6 separate regions of the Mus musculus genome follow, and regions 1, 3, 4, 5 and 6 are each linked to region 2. A link is a contact called in public Hi-C and HiChIP or PLAC-seq data. All regions are on one chromosome and are shown on one strand. The core of a region is the stretch at or near the end of the contact, and the rest is flanking DNA. Distances in the headings are between cores, read along the strand shown. Region 1 overlaps Pdgfc (platelet-derived growth factor, C polypeptide). Region 2 has its middle 19 kb from the start of A830029E22Rik. Region 3 overlaps Pdgfc (platelet-derived growth factor, C polypeptide). Region 4 has its middle 19 kb from the start of Pdgfc. Region 5 overlaps Pdgfc (platelet-derived growth factor, C polypeptide). Region 6 overlaps Pdgfc (platelet-derived growth factor, C polypeptide).

Region 1 (3,999 bases), core at 271-2,770, 570 kb after region 2:
GAATACAAGTTCTAAGGTTTAGTTTTGGATTCTCAGGCCTATCACATTGATCCATGGGTCTGACATTGTTAACTGTGTCACAGCATTTCTGTGACTTTGCAGTAAGCTCTAAAACCCTAAAGCTGAATCTGCCCATTTTATACTCCTATGCTCAAGGTTTATCTATCAGTTTGGTTTCTTCATACTCTTTTCTGATTATTTAGAGTATCTTAATAGTTCCTCTAAACAAGCCAGTTGGACTTAGACTTAGATCTATAACTTTTAAAATGATAAACTTATTGACCTTAAAAGAAAATTCTGATGAAAGAGATATGCTTCATCTTTCAGTTTCTTAAAGATTTATACTGGACATTCTTTCCTGTAATGACTGAGGAGTTATATAATAAATTGGATCCTGTGTAGATTCAAATGCCTGCTGAGGCAATCCTTAAAAAGATGAGTTAATGATTTAGTAACTGCACAGAGTGTGACCAAGGTAGATGCAGGAACGGAGCTTAGCATGAGCTTCTAGGGGAATACCAGTGTATTTGAGAAGGGAGGGAGGGAGGGAGGGAGGGAGGGAGGGAGGGAGGGAGGGAGGGAGGGAGGGAGGGATGCTGCCCATATGCTACTCAGAGAACAACTTGGAGGAGTTGGTTCACTTCTTTCCCCTTCTGGATCCTGGAACTTGAACTCAGGTAGGTAGTCAGGTTGGACAGCAAACAACTTTACACAGTTAGCAATCTCCCAGACAGAGAGAAAAGGAAATTTTATAACCTTGCTTCACTGACAAAATAGTAGTCTGGCCTGTGGGGAGCTGAGAAGCAGCAGCATCTTTCTCCTGTGTCCTTCATCTCTCAGCTGAAGGTCAGAGAATTCAACAGCCCCAGGGCTTGTCCCAGAGATGTTCCACTCAACATCATTTATCCTCCTGCATCCTCATCTCACCTATTTACTGATGCAAATTGTTAACTGACTCCCACTTTGATTCAATGCCTCATTAGGCATTGGTGAAAGAATAAACAATATGATTCCTGCTTAGAGTCCCATTAATGTAGGAGTCTAATGAGAAACCAAAACGAGGTCATTGTAACTCAGTACCACAATATTTATAGTTGAACTATTTCTGTACGCCTGTGTAAGTGGAGAGAATGAAGCCAAGCTTGAGGGACTAATGGCATTTGAATGGACACTTGGCAGGAAGCTAGTAAGAAGGGTCTGTGTAGGAGCTGTTCTTCTAAGAGAATGTAGCACACATTAGCATACATGTGAAGGAATGCTGGTATTTTTCAAAACCCACAAATATTCTCTACAGCTGTGCCAGATTTGATGGTGTAAAATGAACGGAAAGTGGTAAACAGTGAGCTTAGGAGGGATTTGGTGTGCCATACGAGGATTAAAACAGAATTCTGTAGAGTTCTACTGGGGAAACTCTACCCATCACCATTAGCTTTGCTGAAGGGCCATGCTCTTAGTGGTGTGGAGGACAGATCAAACAGCAGTGAGGCCAAAGGCTCATTAGGCTGGGGAAACAGAGACTGTTTTACTGGAATGGAGAGAGCTCTGAGGCAGGGCCAGAAAGGAGACAGTTACAGAAACTGGGGGGTGTGGTAGTCACAAATGTGAGGGAGGAAAAGGCACTCAGTGATGTCTGCTAATAACATAGGAAGCAGGAAATGAAAACAAAGCCCGGGCCTCTCTGAAGTGAGATGGTTCATTATAAAGGACTTAGCTTCAGAAAATTCACTCAGCTTCAACATCGGATGTGAGAAGAAAGCGAACCACTGGGGGGAAAAGAATCTATCGATACAGTTTAATTTTCTGAGGGCAAGACTACCTGTTTTGTCTTTCGCACACGTCCAAATTGTCTATAAGGAGTATTTGATGAGAAGGAGAAAGGAACAATGAGAATCAGAAATAAAAAATATAATCATGAATACTGCTTCATATAACTAAGTGCTATTCTTCAGTTTAATAAGCATCACTATGCAAAATGGGCCTTTGCCACAGAGACAGAAGTCGGAACCACTGATATAACATACAAAATAATTGGTGGTCAATATAGTCAACACCTCCAAGACTTAAGAGAAAATGAGGTCACGTGTGCTGTAAACGCATTAGCTTCTGTTGGCTTTGGTAAACACAGGAAGCATCATGAGTGTAATTGATCATAGACAATCAGGCTTCATACTTACCCTCACTCACTGGCAGTAGGGAACAGAGTGATACTTTTATGATCACGTTTGACCACCAAAGAGAACAATAAATATTTTAAAACTGACAAGGGAAATGGTTAGAAATACCAAGGTAAACACATCTGGTAGGTAATTCCGTGTAATCTCTCACAGTTCTTACTTTGCCAGTAAGACCTGGAAACTGCCGATATTCTGCACTTCCCATGATGCTTGGTGAAGTTATTTCTGGGTCTCTATAGCGCTGGGACAAAAGGGCAAAAGGTTAAAGAAATGAGACAGAGAACATGTTTATTTGTGTACTTGTTTCTCACATGGTGGGAGGTAGGGCAGGGCTGCCAGCAGCAGGGTCACAGTCAATGGGTACTCTTTGCAAGCTCAGTCTGGAGAGACTGTCTCTGGACATGTGATGTTTCGCCAAGCCTACAGCCAAGTGCTGAAGAAACCAGACCCCAAGAGATCTGTGCCTAGAATGGAAGGACTATATTTTGAAATACCCTGGTAATCCATAGACTAGCTACTACATACTGCAGATGTTGCCATAGAAAATGGAGACAGGAATAGGAACTTATGGAATCTGCCCCTCACTTAATCTAATCATATACTATATCACCACACATTTTACAATGCATCTTTTACTTTTAGATCCTATACAGTTTACTTAATCAGAATTTACTATTAATACCACTGGGGGGGGGAAGAACTTCATTGCAACAAGAAATTAGAAAGAAGAAGACAGGGGAGGGTGAACTGGCAGATGTTTTTCTACAATGCAAAAGATGGTAACTGAGTACTTTATTATCTTCCTTTCCTTGGAACCAAAGAGGCAGACATGTTCACACTCATGGATACCCACAACCGCCTCACCCCCCCCCACACACACCACATACACTTAGACGAACACTTACACTTGTCCCCAAAATAGCCAGATTATTTTATTTGATGATTCAATACATTTTAATTCAAATAGTCACCACAAAACTTGGGCACAGATTAAGCATTTACAAGCAATGTATTATGTTGATTTTCTTTGCAATTGCCAAAGAGTATAATAAGTGAACTCCTTAAATGATATACTTCTGTACATAAAAATATCCATGTATTAATACAAGTGTATGGAGCAGAGTTTAAAGGTAATAAAACCCTAGTATTGAAATAAATAGGATATGTCCATACAGCGCAGCATAGCCCAGAACACTGTGCCTAGAAATGGTCGAGGTTTCTGGGGACGTGCTTCTCTGAGCTATACTCCTATTTCCCATAGAAAGGGGTAGGTTAGCAATGGCTCCATATTTACTCAAGCTCTGTTCTGTTCGTAGCTCTAAGAACAGAATTGGGAATTGATGATAGTACAGTTGTTATCAAACTGTCCCTGCGACCTACCAATTCTAAAAACTTCCCCATTCCATCTTTTCAAATGCAGATGACGCTAAGCTCTAGCACCATACAAGGAAGAAATACATATGTTTTTGTCAGAGCAACAAGATTTTTATATCAATCATCTTTGTTCTTCTGGCTATAACAATTTTGTTTAGAAAAAAAAATTATCAAGCTAAAAATAATTGCTCTAGGTTGTCATAAAAAAGAATATTAAATACCTTTGGTAAAAATAGAAATATTTAACAAGATTAGAAAAGCCAACAGTTATAATGTCAAAAGGAGAATATAAAAATATACACAATGAAACACAGAAGCCACCTCAGAGGGAAGGGAAGGGAAGGCCACTCCTCTGTGCAGGTGTGCTTTCTCCAAACCATGACCGCACCTTTCCTCCAAATTGCGGAGAAGTTGCCAAGCATTGAAAACTTCAGTCTTTCCTTTCAGCATG
Region 2 (4,029 bases), core at 980-3,479:
TGTGTTTAAATGTATGTGTCTCTATGTCTATACGAGTCTATTGAGTCTATTGAGTTTGTTTTTGACTCTTAATACATCATAATTGCACTTTCAGGTAGAACTCTACAAATATCAAACCTTGTGACTTCTGTACCAATATATCATAATATCACATGGAATTTCTTTCCAGATAACTGTTATAAACGAAATACTAAAAACGTAAAAATATATCTTGGTATTTAGATAATTTTTAAGGTCAACCCTGTGAAATTTAATTGGTAGATAACTTCAGATCAATGGAAAGCCTGACTGGTTATGCATTCATGTGAATAGCTCTTGGTCTATTTAGTATCTAGAAACTAGGAAGGTTGTACTTGGTTTTTCCCTTTCGTCCAGACTCTCATGACCTTTCAGTTACCATGTCTAGGCCTTTATTAACCTTAACGATTTGTTTGGGATAGTTGCTTCTCATGGATGTTGGCAAGGGTCTCCACTGTTTGCTAGTGGCAGGGAGCTCAGATTTCTCATTGTCTAATGCTATAATTTTCCAGTTCTTTACCAGGTTCTTGAGGTTTGTGGGTTAGTCGCAAATTTCTCCCAGCTAAGTCCATGTGTTATGAGTTTGGGTTCCAGGTTGGCCTGTTGAGAAATGCTAAAAATAAAATAACAGGGCCTAGCATGATCTCCTGAAGTCACTGACTGCATATGTCTAAGAGTACTGTGGGATTCTCATCTTTCCTTGCTTCCTGTCTTGACCAGAAAGTATTCGAGTCCATAGTGATGCATGACACTCATCCGAGGCTAAGGGCAGTTGAGCCACCCGATATTATATTTGAACCTCCAGAGCAATGTGCTAAAATAAAGATCTCTTCGCTTTTTGATAGGTCCATCTCAAGGTTTGTGCTGTGGTACTTGAAAAGCTAACTAAAACACCAAGTAGCCTCAAAGCACACCGCAGAGCAAGCAAGCTGACTCAGAGTCGGAAAGAGCTCCACCCCAAAGGTACACAGAGTGAAGCACAAGGTAATGGAGTAGAGAATGGCTGAGCATCTTCTTTCGGACGGAAGCTCGGAAGGGGATAGGACTGGGCTCTAACAACACATAAAGATGAATGGTTACAAGACTGTGATAGAAAAGGAGACCTGGAGAACAAGATTTGGATTAGAGGCTTAGCAGAAAAGATTCACAAAAGGGAGCCAGACGAGGAACCACTGGAAATAATATCAAAGATCTTGCGGAAAATACCTACATCTTTAATATGTTTTCTGAGTCTTAATATGGTCCATGGGTTGGATGGCTTTACAGACCCTCTTCCCTCCAAACACATGTTTATTATTCTTAAGATAATTTTCACAGCCTTAAATGATTTTTACTTTTGACTTCAGAGATTGTTTTCCCCCCTGTTTGGAAGTGATAACCCCTGAGAGCCTCTACCTAGTTTTAATCTTACTGACAGGTTATAAGCAATTTCCTATTAAGAATGTTTTTGTTGTGATCATTATTTTTATCATGACTATCATATTATTTCAATATTTTTGTATGGAATTCCTAATGTTTCTAATTGACAGAGCTGTTATTCTACCTCTACAGTGCAGTTTAAATTATAATAACATAAACAGATTATATCTATCTACCTGAAATGCCAAGTGAAATGTCTCATGAACTACAGGCACTTATCTCTTTTTTCACAAGGAATAAATATAGTCGTTCATAGGACAGATAATGACATAAGTTTGAGGTTGACAGAAAAAAGGAGAGTTTATTTGAGGCAGATGTTTGCTATGGAGAAAGTCGCTGGAGAGTCATCAAGGGAACGCTGAATTTCCGACTTACAAATTTGATAGGGCAAGATGACAAGGAAAAATACCATTTCAAAATGGAGGGACTAACTTTACAAATGTGTCAGCCAAGACCCCCTAGTGAGGATCGAGAGAGAACACTGCCAATTTCACTTCCAAACACAAAACAACTCTGTAAACGCCGCAAGATATCTACTTTGCCAATAGAGGGCGCAAGAGACACGCTGAAGAAAAAAAAGGGATTTTTTTTTTTTTTCTTTCTTTCTTCCTCTCTTTTATGCTTTTCCTCTGAGCAGTTTTGCTTTGGCGTTACCCTTCTGGCTTCTGCTGCATTATTCCGTACATGATGTGGGTGTGTGGTGAGAACATGTGGTGGCTTTTTTATCCAGCCACGTACCCAGTGGACGCGGTGACCTCATAGGCTCACATCAAGCCCTATGATCACCTTCAGAAAGTTGTACTTGAAGCGTACTGATACTGAATGCTCCAGGCTTAGAGTCGTTAGCAGCACCAGGACTTCCTCTGTGGCTTTGCTTAATGGGCTGAATGCCCGCACCCAGCAGGCTGGCTCATTTCCTTCCTGTCTGCTGAGTGTGGACCAGCTTCGACCCAGAAACCCCAGTAGCCCCTTCTGCCATCCCGGGAGCTGTAACCACTCCCTCCCAAACAAGCCTCAGGCCTAATGGAACAGGGGATTTTCCTGACCAAGTTTGCCCTTCCTGTGGGCAGCCCAACGTCCTTTAAATGCTATCACTACATCTTTAGAGTTATTCCTCATAGCTTATTGTCTCCGTAATATCGAGTTTCTCCAGTGAAATCTACTCTGCTCTATCTGTTTCCCAATGAGATCAAGGATGAGACAAGAATTCATAATTTAAAGAGCCTTTATTTGCTATACATCTCTGAATCGCAAGGAACTAAACCAGGGGCCTCATGTAGCTTACCATGTGATGTGATAGTTTGGGGACTAGGGAGAAGACATGTCACTACAGTCACTATGACCCATTAGAATAAAACTATGCGGACTGCGCCAGGAGAGGGCCTTCTGTTCACAGTTCTTTACTTGTTTGGCATTTCCTTGTACTCATAAACCTGTTGCTGACAATCATTTGATCAGTTTAATTATCTAGAAATTACTTAGTAAAGGGACTGAGAAAGTACATCCAGAGTTCTGAAAAACTGTATATCCAGAGAAGAGTTAGTAATGAGCTCAGAGCAGAGACCATTGGCTGGCCTTCCAGGGGAGGTTGCCCCGTTTCTAGTGTTTGCCAGTTTTGCTAATATAGCTTCTCTGGTGAAGCTTACTGTTGTTGGAAACGAACAGGCACAACGTTGAATACAGTGTTAAGACTGCATCCTTGTATAGAACTTTTGATGTGTGAATCCCACACACAGAAATAACTCGAAGAACAGATGGTAGCCAAAAAACACAATCACGCAAAACTTAACGTTTCCCATGAGTGATGCTTCTGATTCAAATATGTGTACCTATGAGTTTGTATAATTCGCTTTTTAATAACGTCTGTGTTTCCAGCGGACATTTCCTTCTTCCTTCCTTCCTTCCTTCCTTCCTTCCTTCCTTCCTTCCTTCCTTCCTTCCTCCCTCCCTCCCTCCCTCCCTCCCTCCCTCCCTCCTTCTTTCTTTCTTTCTTTCTTTCTTTCTTTCTTTCTTTCTTTCTTTCTTTGTTTCTTTTTCGAGACAGGGTTTCTCTGCGTAGCCCTGGCTGTCCTGGAACTCACTTTGTAGACCAGGCTGGCCTGGAACTCAGAAATCTGCCTGCCTCTGCCTCCTGAGTGCTGGGATTAAAGACGTGTGACACCATGCCCAGCAGTCCAGCTGACATTTCCAACCCAGAAGCTATAACTAATTGATAACCACTCATAATGAAAATTAGTTGTCTCCAAAGGTGTCTAATTGGGCATACAAACCACTTTTAAGGCCAGGCCAAATCCCATTGTAGTTTTGGAGGGTTTTTGTTATTGTTGTTGTTGTTTGGATTTGGTTTTGTTTCTCCATGTGTCTGAGCATTTTATTTTTCATTTTTCTTTCTTTCTTTTTCCCTTTCCTTGTAGGCATTTTGTTTATATAACTTGGTATCTGATTTTGTGTTTTTATGAGATTTCTGTGTTTGCCAGTGTGTTTGTCTCTACATCAATATATGTTTCTTTTGAGTTTTCTTTGTTCTTCTTGTGAATTTTTCTTGTGTTTGTTTTTGTTCAGGTTATTGTTGTTATTTTAATGCTAATTTAT
Region 3 (3,600 bases), core at 876-3,375, 680 kb after region 2:
CCTGGCATTCCTCTATATTGGGGCATAGAGCCTTTGCAGCTAATTTTCTGTATTCAGACACAACATCATATTTGCCAGTGAACCTTTTGTAGTTGTTGCTATCTATCCCCAAGATTATCATGGCTCCTTCATACAAAGTCTACTAATTTTGCAAGCACACTGGTATGCAGTCACATCTAACACACGATCTTCATTTCCACTTTGGTAATATAGTGTCCTCAAGTAAAGTATACATACTATGAACTCAGACAACATAGCATATTTTCCATGTTCCCCTCACAGATTCTACTATCTCATGAGTGATATAGGGAAAACCCTACGTCAGTCACAGACAATACTATGTATATGTGTTTTGGGTATCACATAGAGTTTCTGCTAGTAATGATGTAAGATAAAAAGTGGCATGTGCTACACAATTATCAAAGTATTCAATCTGTAAAACTATCAAATATTAGCAATATTCAAAACATAAGATATTTTGAAATGTTTTCTTATACTTCTGACATATTTTAATTTTTTATTTTTGATATTATAATATAATTACATGTCTCTCTTCTTTTGTAGTGATTCAAACAATATCATATAACTCCCCACTCTCATTCAAATTCATGGCTTCCTTTTTCACATTATTTGATATTATGCATATATGCATATGCATAAATAACCCTCAATATACTTGTTCAGTCTGTAAAACATTACTTGTGTACATGTTCAGGACTGACAATTAGGTATTGAACAACCAACCAATAGGTGTGTTCTCCTCTGGAAATGACCACCTCTGCTAAAGTCAGCTTTCTTCCATTGCCTTTATTTATTTATTTATTTATTCATTTATTTATTTATTTTCTGTAAGATTGCAGCCTTGGGGTCTTTACACATCCACTTTGGTATGTCCCTTGGTATTGTCCTTGTTAGTTTTTTGGGTTTTTTTTTTTTTTTGACAATTTTGTATGTAGAGGACAACTTGTAGGAGTTGCTCTCTCCTTCAACCATGTGGATTCCAGGGACTTAACTCATGTCCTCAGACTTCACAGTAAACACGCTTACCCACTGAGCTGCCTTGCCCTTTAAAATGAAATACATTTATATGTAACAATCAATAAAAAAGTAACTTTAGTGACCCTCACAGTTGTTTACAATAGTAAATTCTGTTTATTAAAAAAATACCTACATGATCCTCAAAGTGATTAACAAATGCATTCTTGTTCTAAGGAGAGAGATAAGTCAAACTGCTGATCATGCAGGAAAAGAGCACCTGAGAGAAAACACTCAACACAGCATAGAATCCATGAACTGTGCAATTTGAGACTGTAATCTGGGGTGTGAGCTGCTTGGTCCTGGAGTTCACTGGTCAGCCAGTCTATTCAAATGAATAGACTCCAGGTTACATGAGAGAACATCTATCCAATAAATATATAATATATACATATAGACTAGCACACATACATACATACATACATACATACATACATACATGCATATATACATGCATATATCCATTCATAAGGAAGGTACACCGGGACTAGGAATGACAACCTCAACTTTGGATATCCTAGTGCATTTGCACACACAGGAAAATGTACAGACACCACAAATATACACAATGTTTGTATCTCTCTATGTATATGGCACATAAGTGTCTTTGAACAAGCATGAGACTGAACTCTGAGCAAGGCAGAGTAAGCAGGAAAGAAGAGTGAAACAGAAAAAGCGAATGAGGCCAATTTAAAAAAAAAAAAAGCTGAGTGCTGATTCACTGAGACAGTAAACACCACAAACCTATTAAAGGTTAGCTCTGCTGCATTAATAATTAATCCCTTTTCATTAGAGTGAATCAAAACAAGCTCGCTTAGCCAAAACCTTGGCAGAAAACAAGGGAGATTAGACGATTGTAATATTTTAACTACAAACTTCAAAGAAATACCGGGATTAAGGGATCCTGATTCCCTAAATATTAATGAAAGCAACAAACTCATCTCATCAAGTCTAATGCCTGTTTACCAGATACATTGTTTAGAAACATATAGAGAATCACTAAAGGATTGTTAAAAGAACTACTTAGCCGTCTAAATCTTGCAGAGTTAGCTGTAGACATCATTGGTCTGGGGCTTGTTGGAGGATCATCTGCTCTCAGTCAGTCTCTGTAAATGCATCATGCACAGCTAGAGGCACAGGAGATGCTTGCACACACTGATTCACATGCTCAGTTACTCTCCTAAGCTACGAATTAACAGGATTGTCAGTTTACAGAAGCTACTCTGTAGATCAAGGCTGTCTTGTGCCTGGGTACACAGCTGTCTAGACTGGACTGTAAAGGAGAGTACCCTCGGCTGTGAATTCCTTCATCCCCTTCCAGGAACCATTTTCAACATAAAGTCAGCAACTTTTATTCAAATTTGAACAAAGCAAGTTTTATTTAGAATGTTACTAGATATTTCATGTAAACAAATAAAAATTAAGAAAATTCATGCATAAAACATTAAGCATAAATTAACAGCTGAAGTGGACAAGGGTGTGACTCAAGGCCTGTTGTGTACACACAAAAGGACCAGAGCTCCACCCTGGCTCTGCAAATAAAACAAAGATAAAAATACCGAAACTGCTGCAGTAGCCATGGTGATTTCTGAACAGCAAGTGACTGTATTTAGCAACTGAAAGGAAGAGAAATCAGGAAGTGCCCTCCCCCCCCCACCTCACCCCAGACTCATAGGCACTAGAAGTCCAGGAAAACCACAGGCAGCCCCAATACACTCAGCCCTGGACACACACATGACATTCTACAAAACTGATGTTTACTGAGCAATAGGAGAGATGGAACTTTCCTTCAAAAAAAATCAAGGCTTAAAATTGGTCTGAAAAGATGTGTGTTGTGTTGACCATTTGCTGAGAAGGTGGTGTGGTTTTTGGGCAGAAATGATTTCTTTGTGAGAATCTCACATTATTCATGGTAAAGAAGGCCCATTAATATTCACTGCCAATAACAAGGGATTGTTTATTCTTTTGTTTGTTTGTTTGTTTGTTTCTCAAGACAGTTTTTCTGTGTAGTCCTGGCTGTCCTGGAACTTGCTCTGTAGATCAGGCTGGCCTTAAACTCCACCTGCCTCTGACTCCCTAGCACCATTTCTTTGACCTCTCTTTGTAACTGTGACCCTGCGTAATTAACTTGGTTTGTGGCTTTTTTCTGATTGCTTCAAGAACATCATAATCATGGCCCCTAAAGCTCTTCCCATGACTAAGGCAGGAGGGATGCTGCCTTATGATTGCCTGTGCAATCTTAAGTAGAAAAGAAGGGCATGCGTGTGTTGTGGTTCACACCTGTAACCCCAACCCGGAGTAGTCTGAGATAGAACGCACCAGAGGACAAAGCCAGCCTAGGCTTCATGGCAAGCTACCAATCTGTTCTACAGAGTGAGGAAGTGGGAACCATTGCTCAAAAAATATCAAAATAACAAACACATTGGCCTTGGATGGCTCAAACTCAAATCCTAGAATTAGAAAGGTTGAAGCAGGAGAACTGCTGACTATTGAAGGCTGGTATGATCAACACAGCTCAAGGTCACTGTGGGCTGGACATCAAGACTCAGCATGAAATAATAACAT
Region 4 (4,025 bases), core at 340-2,839, 770 kb after region 2:
TTTTCTCAGATATTTTGTCTAAGACATGGGAAGAGTAATATAATTCATGTTCGCATATAACCCACAAACAGGATTGATTATATTTTCAATTTCAAAGGACAAAGACAGAGACCAAAATTACTTTCAATGCCCCACCTAAAAGTCACTGAAAACTTTTTTCCTATAAAGCATTGATCATAAGGTAGCTAAGAGCAAAACAAGGACCCTTGCATTCAGTCAGTGTCCTAAAACTTGTATTCTGGGAAAACGGAGACAGATCAGAATGTCGATGAAGGTGAGCATCCAAGATCAAGAGGATGCATCCTGGGGCAAGTGTTATCTACTGAGTTCCAGTTTACCCACTCAGGCAGGAAGGACTTCTGGAATTATCCCGAATAAGCAAAACAGAGCCCAATTGGACCATACCATGGCCAAAACTGATTAGTTATGACCACCTCCTCCCCTTTACTCCTGTTTTACCTTTATTTAAGCCTAGTGTCCCAAAGATGCACTTGAGATCACACACAATCTTTTTTATCTATTCTCCTCAGTATGCTGCACTGATTACATAGTATCTCCCTGCCTCTTTGTCTGTAATTGGGATGGTGAGTGAGCCTGAATGGTTAGGGTCTGTGGATTTATGGGGTCATTTTTATCATCAGCTTTGGATACAACTTGGAAGAGTAAGCTTGTTTTTAGACAGAAGGTTTGCTTTGACAACTGAAAATAGTTGATAAAATTAGTTGATTTGTTTTGGTGTAAGCTAAAAACAATTATGGTGCAGCCAACATACTCCACAAACCTGTCTTTTGGGGTTCTCTCATTGGTGTCTGCCTAACGCACTGAGCATAGGCCACAATCATCCAGTCCTTCTTGGATATCAGCACAGTTTCATGTAGGGTTATTGAACTGTTGTTCCTCTCTAGTGGCATAATTCCAGTTTCACAAAGCATCTCTGGGTCCCAAGTCATGCATGCTCTGGACAGTTTAGAAATGGAGAAAGACAGCCTGACTACATCCCCTGTTCCACTTACTCTTTCTACTACTTCTTCTCCTCCTCCTCTGCCACCACCATCTCTTTCTCTTCCTTCTCCATGTCCACTTTCCTCCTCCTCCTCCTCCTCCACCCCCATCACCACCACCACGGCTCCTCCTCTGATCACGTTGATTGATGCTACATGCAAGAATGGCAGGAAAAGAATGAGTCCTTATGGGATTGGTGCTCTTGCAATAATGAATGTGGGTTTTCTGTCATGGCAAGTGACCAAACAGTTTCTACAGGGCTGGACTTGGACACTCCTCACTCTGCTCTCCCTTCCCCCCAGCTTCAGCTCCATCCTGTTTCTTAGCCCTGGCAATAAAGTGCTGCTGTTTCTTTACAAAGGCCCCTCAGGTCTTGCCCTAGCTGTATTCCTGTGCTCCTGGGCTGAGTTCTTTCCTGATGACTCCTACCTGATGACTCATAGCTGGCCAGCTTCCAAGGCTCTTGCCTTCAGCTTTGGGAAACAGTCTCATTTCTTCAAGGGCCAGCCCCTCCCCCTAGAAGCTGCAATCTTTGATCTGATTGTCAAGCAGCCTCGGCAGTAGACTAGACTTTGACTCTTCTAGAAAGGAGTCAATACCCAGAGTCCCAGCAACCATTCCCCTCATGCCCCAGAGATCACACAATCAGCAGTGTCAGCCACTGCTTGGAAAGGCCTGAGAAAATTATGCAGGGCCAGAGAGCCATGGGATTGGAGAGGACTGGCCTGGAGCAAGAGTGGAGTCAAGAGGTGTCCAAATCCTTGAAATCTCATCCTGAAATCGGCAGAAATAGCACTGCTTCCCAGCCCCAGCCCGTTTGCGTCCTGGTCCAAGTAGCCTTGCGTCCCTATGTTTTTGTCCCCCAGAAGCCAGGTAAACTTCCTCTCCCTTAATAAGGTCATGTCTACAGGCACCTGGAATTCCTTCCTGTGCAAATGGGGCAACCTGAGCACCTGGCTCTGGCCAATGACTCATCTTAAAGATTCATAGCCACCCCCCCAAAGGTTTAAGTAACTTTTGTTCCAACCCATTAAATGAACTATGTCACCAAAGCTGTCTCTCTAGAGTTCGTTCTCATTGTGTTCACATGCACTTGAGGCCTCTTCCGCTCCTAGCTGCCCCCACCTCGCTTACCAGCTCTGGGTCCACCGGGGGTGATCACAGGTCAGTCTCTCTCTATGCAATAGGTATGGAAGCGGAGCATGAACAGCATAAGTGCCCATCTGGGTGCGCATCGACTTCTGTGTTTCTGGAAAGTTGACAAGCACTTTATTTTTTACCTTAAGTCATCACTTCTAGTGTCTCTATCATGCCTTAGACTTATCTTGGAAAACTGGTCTAAACTCACAGACAACGGGAAAAGCCTCATCATAATATCCTACAAAACAGGAGTTTCCGTAACTCCAGGAAAGCATAGTTATGAAGGCCCCAAAGCAGTGGAAGATCCTTGCTAACATCGTGCCATCACTTGTGTGATATGTAAATAGTCCCACTAAAAAGGGTTTATGCTAAAACACCTTATCCACAAATGCCACTGTACTAGACTTAGCCACATCCATCACAGACAGTAACAGTGAGGAGCACAGAAAAGAGAGTGAGTTAGTGTGGCACATTTGGAAAGGGAACAGATAAAGGGGGGCTGGCTGTGTCCCTTCTTAGAATTGGGAACAAAACACCCTTGGAAGGAGTTACAGAGACAAAGTTTGGAGCTGAGACGAAAGGATGGACCATCTAGAGACTGCCATACCCTGGGATCCATCCCATAATCAGCCTCCAAACGCTGACACCATTGCACACCGTAGCAAGATTTTGTTGAAAGGACCCTGATATAGCTGTCTCTTGTGAGGCTATTCTGGGGCCTAGCAAACACAGAAGTGGATGCTCACAGTCAGCTATTGAATGGATCACAGGGCCCCCAAGGAGCTAAAGGGATCTGCAACCCTATAGGTGGAACAACAATATGAACTAACCAGTACCCCCCGGAGCTCGTGTCTCTAGCTGCATATGTATCAGAAGATGACCTAGTCGGCCATCAGTGGAGAGAGAGGCCCATTGGACACGCAAACTTTATATGACTCAGTACAGGGGAACGCCAGGGCCAAGAAGTGGGGGGGGGGGAGGGGAGGGGGGAGGTTTGGGGGACTTTTGGGATAGCATTGGAAATGTAAATGAAGAAAATACCTAATAAAAAATAATAATTAAAAAATTTTTAAAAAGAGTTGGAAAGTTAACCCTTTTCTAGGGGTGAGGGTGTTAGAGTAGCCTTAGAGATCTTTTATTTTATTTATGGATGAGGATTCTTGTAGTGGATTTAATGAGGTGTTTCCCCCATAGGATCAAATATTTGAATACTTAGTGCCTACTTGGTGGTACTGATTGGGGATGCTATGGAACCTTTGGGAGATATCACTAGAGGCAGGTTTGGGAGCTTATGCCTTCTCCACAGTTCTTATTCAATGTCTGCTTTCTGAAAGAACTTGATCTACTCTGGCAGAGTGAGCCTAAGTCCATCACTGTGGTACTAGCATGAGCTTTGGGTTTAAATGGCAAGGGGTTTGCACAGTTAATCAAGGTGGAGCCTCTATAATCATTTTCTCAGTTCTGTCTCTATAAGGTGATGGCTTGAGGGAACAAACCGCTTCTTAGGAGGTGATTACCACTGGCCCAGCCTTGCTAGCTTGATAATTGACCTCATTTTGGATGTAGACGTGAATTCTGTCATAGCTTCAGGCAGTTCTGGACTCTTACACAAAGGTATTTCTCAATCAGTCTTCTTCTTCCTGAAACCTGATGTGGCTGCAGGTTTACGACAATAGCTACCTCCCAGGCTTTGCTTTTTGTTGCCTTTTGGCACAAGATGTGTCAGTAATATTCAGCAAAAACAGTTTCCAAGTGGCATTTATAGCTCCTAAGTGGCAAATTGTGACAGAATATCTGGTCAAATTCCACAGTGTGAATAGAAGTTCCCCAAAGAAGAAACATTAGCACCACCAACAACAACGACAACAACAAGAAGAGGAGCA
Region 5 (3,746 bases), core at 1,013-3,512, 660 kb after region 2:
CAGATCATGTCCACAAGTAACAATGACACTTCCACTGTACTCAAAACAATTAAAAAGGATGACCCCCTTCCACAGTGTGTTCAATAGATGCATTACCTTAAATTAGAAAAGGAGAACCACTGATTTTTAACCATAAACAAATAAAACTATAGGTGTAAATTTTAAGCTGCTAACGAACATAGATCTTGCCATTTGCATTCTGTTCAGTTTATTTCATTGAGTAATTTTTTTTCCTTTTTTTTCACAAATTTGGTAATACCCCTGATAGTTACAGTATCAAGTACGTTAAAATAGCTACAATAAAGCGACCCACAACATTTTCTGTGTGATTGTCTATTAAAATTGTGATCTGGAGACATTATTACAAGTTGTTACTGATTTGATAAATTCTGGAGTCCTTTCAATACTTGGATCACTACACTTGACGTTAATTCTACCTCTGAAAGTCAAGATTATTCTGGAACTAAAAAGTGTCCAATTTCAGAGATTGCTAATATAGAGTTGAATGATCAGAAGCCAACCTTTAACCTTTTGTTGGCCAAAAAGAAGCAAAGAATAATTTCTCTAAAGTTAACATTTTCACCATAAAAAATAATAAATAAATTCTTCATTTAAGGATGGGGAAAGATAAGTAGCATTATAGTCATTTGGGTTTTGTAGTTCTGAAAATGGGACAGTGTTCCTGCACATGATGGGTAAGTGTTCTAGGATTTGTACTCTGTCTCAAGTCCTTAAAAAGAAAGAGGGTCAAGTGTTTGTGGAGAACTGATACCACTTCACATACTCATAATCAAGTGTATGAAAAGGTATTTAACATGCTGTCTGGAAAGAACTGTATCTTCAATATTTTTAAACAATCTAAGCCAGTGTATCTACAATTGATAAGAACATGCAAATGAAGAATTAGTTTTCTCCATTAGTTTCACTTGGTGTACCAACCAGTGTTCAGGCCACGCCTCATATCTAGCAGTAGATGGCCATCGCAAAACTTATTCAATGGCAGTTTTACACATAGGTGTTTTGGGTGTATATAATGTTTACCAGATTTGTGTGTTTAATGAATTTCCATGTGTGTGTGTGTGAATATGTATGTTACTCTATTTATATGTGTTTCTTTTTCCTTAGCTCATTTTTTTAGTTTGTTTGTTTTGTCTTATTCTCTTTTTAAATTTTGCGTTATTTTATCGCATTATTTTTAGACGACTATTTGTATTCTAATGAGAAACAGACAAAGAAAGGGTATGGATTTGGATGGATAAGGGAGTAGGAAGGATCTGGGAGGAGTACAAGCTGAATAGATTGTATGAAAAAATGTTTTCAATTAGAAAAAACACCTAAGAATTCTTTACTACCACCAATTTAAAATATCCATGGGGCTGGAGAGATGTTCAGCTGTTCATAACTCTTGCTGCTCTTGGAGAAGACCCAATGGCTACTTTACAGATCACAACTGTCTATACCTCCAGTTCCACATGATGCAATACCCTCTCCTGCCCACCATTATCATTGGGTGTGTATATGGGACAGAAATATAGATGCTGGCAAAACACTCTTAAAACGTAAGTAGATTGAAAAATTTTAAATACTATCCAGGCTGAAGAGGCAGTTCATTGGTAGAGTACAGACATGGGGATACGAGGCCCTGAGCGTCAGGGCCAGTTCTCTTCCAAAACTAAACGTTCAGAAGAAGCTATAAAGATATATCATTTATTTTAAAAGTTTATGCATAATTACAAAATAAGGGACATTACAGCAGGAGACGGCTAATTCTTCTCCAATCAAAAGCATGACATTCTTTTTAGAACAAATAGAGAGGTAAGTGAAGAACATGTCCTCACCAACTCTTTGTATGACCATTTCTATAAATAGCCTACCAAATGCAAATTGAGTAACCCCAGTGATTGGCTAATCATTGACTCTTTACTTTCCTCTGTTGAATGGACCTACTTTGCATTTCTTATTCTATTTTAAGCATTCTTTTGATTTGCCTCCTCCTAAATGTGGGAGTAACTCTTCCTCCTGCTTTCCTCAGTCACCCTTCCATCAGCCCAAATCCCCAGCGACCTCAAGCACTGCTTAGACTTAAATAAACACTGCCCCTCAGCACAGGTCCTTTCTATCTGCATTAGAAGCTCTGCTTCTTCTCTAAGTCACAAAGCCACATTCACAAGGGCATTTTCCCCTTGAGATCCAACACACCCACTGCAGACACATGCACAATTTATGAGCTCTGCTCCTTCTGCACTTCCTAATCCCCATTGTTTGGTTCCCCATTTCACGAAGCAGGCACCCTTAAATGTCTCATCGTTCATTTATGGCATTGTTTCCACTGACCATCGTTGAGATAATGTTTAAGTGAAATGTCACTAAGCCCACATTTTAGTTGTTTCTGCAACTGTCTTCAACAGCAATTATTATTCTTGCTCATACAGTAAGCTTCCTTTTCCTTAATGTAAGGAGAGTGATCCAGCTTCCTACTGAAGAGTTTTGTTGCCTTTAAAAACATTGTATATTTTACAACAATTGGACATGTTTGTCAGTTTAAGAGCTTGTGTAAATAATGAGCTAATATCATAGTTTCCAAAACAATCAATTGAAGAAGTAAAGGTATTTTAACATGTATGCCTATTCCTGTCTGTTCTTATTAAACTGAATGAGTAAATAAGTCAGCGAGATGGCTTAGCGGTTAAGGGACCTTACCCCCAAAGCTAAGAAAATTAATTTGATACCAGGATCCTACGTAGAGAAAGGAAAAAATGAGTTCTCATAATTTTTTTTCTGATTTCTACCTGTATGCCATTGGCATTGGAGTTCATGTACACACAAAATACATACATATGTACTTACATACAAGCATACATACAGAAATATATATATATATATATATATATATATATATATATATATATACACATATATGCAGATTGCATACATGCATACACATAGAATGACAGACAGACAGACAAAAACACCTTTAAATTGAATGACAGAAGAAATAGCTTTAGTATGTGGCTAGTTCTAAACTAACTTGTTCTTCAAGCTTTGTTAATGTTTTATTAACTTATACCAAAAGTTTAACTTAAAACACCCAAATAATGATTCTTTATTTCTAATTTAAGAAAATACAGCTTTCATAATATTAAAAGGCATTCTTTCCTATCTCACCTCTTAATATTTTAACTATTTCTGTTTATTATGAATTGTGTACAATGCTGAAGAGCCAAAATTCTTTAAACCACTCACCATACAGCTCACACTCCTACTTCTGTACCTTGTCATATTTCTTTGAAGACACACACTTTTAGTTTCAACGGATGTTATTAATAATTTAGCTAACACTGGCCCTTTATTCTTCCCTGTTCTCCTGGGTAAACCCAAAACTTCACTCATAGAAATAACTGTGACTCACAGTAATTATGTTAATTTCATAAAAATTATTTGTGGTTTATTTACCTATATTATTACATTCACCTATTAGGAAAAATGGCTTCTCTCCCTTCATTTACCCTAGTTCCTGTGTCCTTTGTCTTTTAATATTAGCTGAATAACTGTGAATACTGATTCTGAAAATACACAGACCCCACATAAAACGGCCCATAATAACTAATGAACAAATGGCTACTTGCTGGATCTCTGTCAACTGGGAGTTGCCCATGCCATTCTGGGACACTATTCAAAAACAGATCACAGATTTAAGACAGGAAATAAAAGCAACGGGCCTGTAGAAGTTAACCACCACTATTGTG
Region 6 (3,865 bases), core at 369-2,868, 620 kb after region 2:
AGTCTTGACATAGGACAATAATATTGATCCTTTTCAGTAAAGGAATTGGATCTCAGAAGGCAGATAAACAAAAATCCTTAATTCTACTCACAAGAAAAGCAAAGTAATAGTTTTTATTTTATTTTGCTTTCCTTTTGGTGTATTTTCTGGGTTTACTACATGGTTTTGTTTACTGGGAAAGGGACTAAGTCGATATGTGGTATTCTGTTCTTGAACCCAATGATTGAATAAGGAGGGGTTAGTCTTTTAATGTTTTCATTTCCAAAGAAAGGAAACAAAACAGACAGCTTTATCTCAAAGGAGCTGGTCTGGTCATCAGGTGACGTGATCAGGGCTGTAAGTCCAGCTAAGGAGATTACTTCATATTTGATGGTGTGAAAAGAGAAATGAGAAACACCAGGCTCAGTGCCCACTTGGATAATTCACCCCCTAGGCAAGATCCCGAGGCAGGGATTATCTGCAATACTTTTATTTTATTTTCTTCTTGGACAATTTGAAATATGCTTTCCTTTTGGCTATTTCTTCTCTGTGTTACCCTTTCAAGGTGCTTTTATAGCAGACTCCACCACAGCCTTTTACAGGTCCACACACTGCAAGGAACCCTAGCAGGTTTAACAGTTTCCCATACATTGCTGCATTCCCCTTTTTTGCTCCAGCTGATTTCTCTCAGAATCCCCCCCCCCCAGAGAAGAGACAAGGTAGTTTTAAAATAAATTTGTGATTATCTTATAACTTCTATTCATATATTTAAAAATTTTTTATCTCCCCACTTTTTCTATGGCCCTAAATTTCCCTTTGGAAATATCCAGAACTAATGATATATTTTACTTCTGAATATATCTTCCTTTCTCTTTCCCTATCTTTCCCCCATCTCTCTCTCTCTCTCTCTCTCTCTCTCTCTCTCTCTCTCTGTGTGTGTGTGTGTGTGTGTGTGTGTGTGTGTGTGTCTGTCTCTCTCTCCAATTTTATCTATCTATCTATCTATCTATCTATCTATCTATCTATCTAATCATTAGTTAGTTAATATGTTAGTTATAAGTATGAATTCCAAAGCCCTTTGCTGTGGGATAGCCTTCCAATCAGTAACACTTCACTGATTTTTATAGAAGCAAATAGAAACTGAACTCTGATGTTTCAGATATGTATCTGAAAAAGCTGTGCTAATTATCATATGCTCAGTTAAAGCTAAGGGACAATAAATGGCTATTTTTAACAACTTATGTACTGTAATTTCAATTGTTAAACTGTTTATATTTTCATTTAACCTAGAGCTTACAATACAGAAGTTGAAACTGAAGTCTTAACGAGATAATATATACTTTGGGGACAATATCTTCATGACTCCTGTTTGATTGGCTGTTTATCATCACGGTGTGAGCATTGAAAGGCTCCACAGGGATAGTCAGAGAACAGAAGGTCTTCATGTTACCCAGAAGTAAGACCTATACAACAGCTCCCTCTTATCCTTCAGACTTCAGTCAGAGAAACTATGAAATTTTGCAGACAGCTTTCCTTCTACTTCAGGGATTTTGGGCAACTGAGTCATTGTGGGCTACTTAAGCCTTTAGTCACTAGGAACCTCAACCTGGGCGAGACAGCACATTTCGCCAGATGGTAAATATGACCACATCTTTTGGTACAGTAATTCCAGCAATGATGGCCCTGTCATAGGTCAAGCACTTTAAGTCACCGGATTTATTACTCAGGGTTTCCAAGCCGCACAACAGTACATTTCACTGGATATACGTAGAAAAATACCCAGTAGTAGCTTTCAAGGATTACACACCAATATTTGAAAGCTATATATGAAGTCCCCTAATGTAGGATTACCTTTCCACTTCAGTTGACACACTTCCACTTCTTCAGACTTTAGCTGAATAGAAGCTCCTGGGGCAAGCACCATCTGGGAGCCCAGAGGCAGAGGCAGTGACGTCTTTGCAGCATGGTCTATGCCACACCCATCACAATTTTGAATTTTATTTTTTCATGAACATTCCTTTGCTATTCAATGGTTTCTGGAGGTCAAAGAAGCTCTGAATAATCTTTGGATCCCTGATACATAGCATGATATTTGGTTGATGCATAGCAGGGTACTTGACTGCTAGCTAAATAAGAGAATGGGTGAGTGTATGTAAAGATAAGGAAACAGAATCATAAACAAATATCAGGAGATGTAGTTGGCAAAAAACACAAATTTACATACTCTCTTCAAATAGAAATAGCTCATATTTTTCTCTTAAATATTTTATTATTTTATTCACTCCAATTCACATTAAATACAAGCTAACAGATTTTTTTTTCATTTGTAACTCCACGTGGCTTTTAAAATGAGGGTACTAGACTTTGTTTGGAGAAATGAATTGGATGCAATATTCTGGAATTAATTTTCATCCTAGTAGCCTTCCATTTCTCATTCACTTACAATCACCATGGTGACCACTGAGCTTTGTGTACATGTCTCCCACTCTGACTTAACACTAGATGTGAAACTTGGTATACTTGAATCTTAGGATCTAGCTTTCTCTATCTTTATGTGTCTCCAAGACAGTACATTATCAAACTGTACTGGACAGACAACTAATTGAGACCATACTTATGCTTACACATCCTACCTAGGTAGTCTTTACTGGACACAGAACTGAGAAGGAAGTGTTAATGACATATTCACAAGTGTCTGAAATCTTGTATTAGTGGCTAATCATTTTCTCGGACTAAGTAATTTGCTTTTGGGGAAGCAACTACAGAGACTGAAGTTAAATGTTTGATATACCTTGACGAATATTAAAATAAGAGATGAAGGACTTATGAAGTATGTGACTAATCTCTAACCTTCTTCATACAGATGCTAGAAAGTGTTACTTCAAATGTTTTTTTATTTAAAATATTTTGTCTATGTCCCCGCCATACATAAGAATCTCACAATCTGAAGTCCTTATCAGCTTACTACAGATGACATCAGTAGACCTTTATATGACCTCTAAAACCAACTTCTCTTGCACACCCCCTGTGCTGGTTTGAAGAGGTGAGGTCTTCATAGACTCATGTGTTTGGATGCTTAGCCCAGAGGGAATGGTACTATTAGGAGGTGTGGCCTTGTTTGAGGAACTTTATATTTGTGGAGATAGGCTTTGAGGTCTCTTACATACCCATGCCACTCCCAGAATGACACAGTCTCTTTCTGATGCCTTCAGATGAAAATATTGAACTCTTAGCTCTTTCTCCAAAGAAAGAGCTTGCTTTTCGTGCTGCCTGCTTGCTGCCATGCTCCCCACCATAACTAACCTTCTGAAAAATCTAAGTTAGACCCAACTAAATGTTTTCCTTTATAATAGTTTCTGTGGTCATAATGTCTCTTCATAGCAATAAAACCTTAACTAAGACACATTCCCAACATGAATCAGGGCTCACCTCCCTAAACAACAGGCCTTAACTGATTTAAACCTTCTTAAAATATAGACCGGGGTGTTGATCACACATATTTTCTTTTAAGTCTGGATCGATAGGATCATCTCTTCATTAATAATGCCTTGCATTTCTTTCTGGTCTCGACACTGATATTTTCCAGGAGCCTGTTATTGAGCAACTCAATAATTGGTTGGGGGAGGGTGCCAAGAATATGTTGAGTCACTTCTTCTAAAAGTCATATCCTATTGGGGGAAATTCATCAAGGTAAAAGTCAAATGTGAAGTTTCTTTGCAGCCAGCTTCCTGATTAGGCCAATAAGTATTTCTCAGAAGAGAGAAGCATATTTATGTTTCTTGCCTGCCACTCAAGCTTGCCTACGCTCCCTACATGTGCAATAAGCAAACCTTTTGAGATTGTATATCTGTTCACACTTCTATACTATCAGTCATCTCGCCATTAT

The links. HiChIP or PLAC-seq counts read pairs in DNA pulled down with a chosen protein or histone mark. Hi-C and Micro-C count contacts between places; a contact is called where the count stands out from the background.
Region 1: a contact with region 2 is called in a Hi-C map of uterus, with 7 times the contacts expected there. The contact joins two enhancer-like sites. A contact is called at or near these places in 6 of 484 Hi-C or Micro-C datasets (bone marrow-derived macrophages, cortical neurons, embryonic fibroblasts and 1 more) and 1 of 115 datasets of contacts at active chromatin or transcription factors (astrocytes).
Region 3: a contact with region 2 is called in a Hi-C map of uterus, with 2.5 times the contacts expected there. The contact joins two enhancer-like sites. A contact is called at or near these places in 1 of 15 datasets of contacts at CTCF or cohesin (large pre-B cells), 4 of 484 Hi-C or Micro-C datasets (bone marrow-derived macrophages, cortical neurons and uterus) and 4 of 115 datasets of contacts at active chromatin or transcription factors (embryonic stem cells and large pre-B cells).
Region 4: a CTCF HiChIP or PLAC-seq map of the NIH/3T3 cell line shows a contact between it and region 2, with 8 read pairs. The contact joins two enhancer-like sites. A contact is called at or near these places in 1 of 15 datasets of contacts at CTCF or cohesin (the NIH/3T3 cell line), 3 of 484 Hi-C or Micro-C datasets (the HPC-5 cell line, bone marrow-derived macrophages and liver), 4 of 115 datasets of contacts at active chromatin or transcription factors (bone marrow-derived macrophages, embryonic limb bud, embryonic stem cells and 1 more) and 1 of 9 other capture datasets (embryonic stem cells).
Region 5: a contact with region 2 is called in a Hi-C map of bone marrow-derived macrophages, with 14 read pairs. The contact joins two enhancer-like sites. A contact is called at or near these places in 1 of 15 datasets of contacts at CTCF or cohesin (the NIH/3T3 cell line), 1 of 484 Hi-C or Micro-C datasets (bone marrow-derived macrophages) and 1 of 115 datasets of contacts at active chromatin or transcription factors (embryonic fibroblasts).
Region 6: a Hi-C map of embryonic fibroblasts shows a contact between it and region 2, with 6 times the contacts expected there. The contact joins two enhancer-like sites. A contact is called at or near these places in 3 of 484 Hi-C or Micro-C datasets (cortical neurons, embryonic fibroblasts and uterus) and 2 of 115 datasets of contacts at active chromatin or transcription factors (bone marrow-derived macrophages and embryonic fibroblasts).

The regions. Positions count from the first base shown.
Region 1 is chr3:81,213,117-81,217,115 of GRCm38.p6, reverse strand. Pdgfc (platelet-derived growth factor, C polypeptide) reads right to left here. Exons shown (of 6, transcript NM_019971.3): 6 at 3,076-3,999. Among named protein-coding and RNA genes, the nearest start is that of Pdgfc, 180 kb to the right of the region's middle. Within about 2 kb of position 1,520, at least 19 of the 459 cell types and tissues checked have an H3K27ac peak or open chromatin away from gene starts, as enhancers often do. A contact at or near this core is called in embryonic fibroblasts and uterus, where this site is marked.
Region 2 is chr3:81,781,386-81,785,414 of GRCm38.p6, reverse strand. No RefSeq gene overlaps it. Among named protein-coding and RNA genes, the nearest start is that of A830029E22Rik, 19 kb to the left of the region's middle. Within about 2 kb of position 2,229, at least 126 of the 459 cell types and tissues checked have an H3K27ac peak or open chromatin away from gene starts, as enhancers often do. A contact at or near this core is called in the NIH/3T3 cell line, bone marrow-derived macrophages, cortical neurons and 2 more, where this site is marked.
Region 3 is chr3:81,101,391-81,104,990 of GRCm38.p6, reverse strand. The region is part of intron 1 of Pdgfc (platelet-derived growth factor, C polypeptide); the gene reads right to left. Among named protein-coding and RNA genes, the nearest start is that of Pdgfc, 67 kb to the right of the region's middle. Within about 2 kb of position 2,125, at least 141 of the 459 cell types and tissues checked have an H3K27ac peak or open chromatin away from gene starts, as enhancers often do. A contact at or near this core is called in bone marrow-derived macrophages, cortical neurons and uterus, where this site is marked.
Region 4 is chr3:81,015,250-81,019,274 of GRCm38.p6, reverse strand. No RefSeq gene overlaps it. Among named protein-coding and RNA genes, the nearest start is that of Pdgfc, 19 kb to the left of the region's middle. Within about 2 kb of position 1,589, at least 92 of the 459 cell types and tissues checked have an H3K27ac peak or open chromatin away from gene starts, as enhancers often do. A contact at or near this core is called in the NIH/3T3 cell line, where this site is marked.
Region 5 is chr3:81,125,362-81,129,107 of GRCm38.p6, reverse strand. All of the region lies in intron 1 of Pdgfc (platelet-derived growth factor, C polypeptide), which reads right to left. Among named protein-coding and RNA genes, the nearest start is that of Pdgfc, 91 kb to the right of the region's middle. Within about 2 kb of position 2,262, at least 11 of the 459 cell types and tissues checked have an H3K27ac peak or open chromatin away from gene starts, as enhancers often do. A contact at or near this core is called in bone marrow-derived macrophages, where this site is marked.
Region 6 is chr3:81,162,059-81,165,923 of GRCm38.p6, reverse strand. The region is part of intron 2 of Pdgfc (platelet-derived growth factor, C polypeptide); the gene reads right to left. Among named protein-coding and RNA genes, the nearest start is that of Pdgfc, 130 kb to the right of the region's middle. Within about 2 kb of position 1,618, at least 25 of the 459 cell types and tissues checked have an H3K27ac peak or open chromatin away from gene starts, as enhancers often do. A contact at or near this core is called in embryonic fibroblasts, where this site is marked.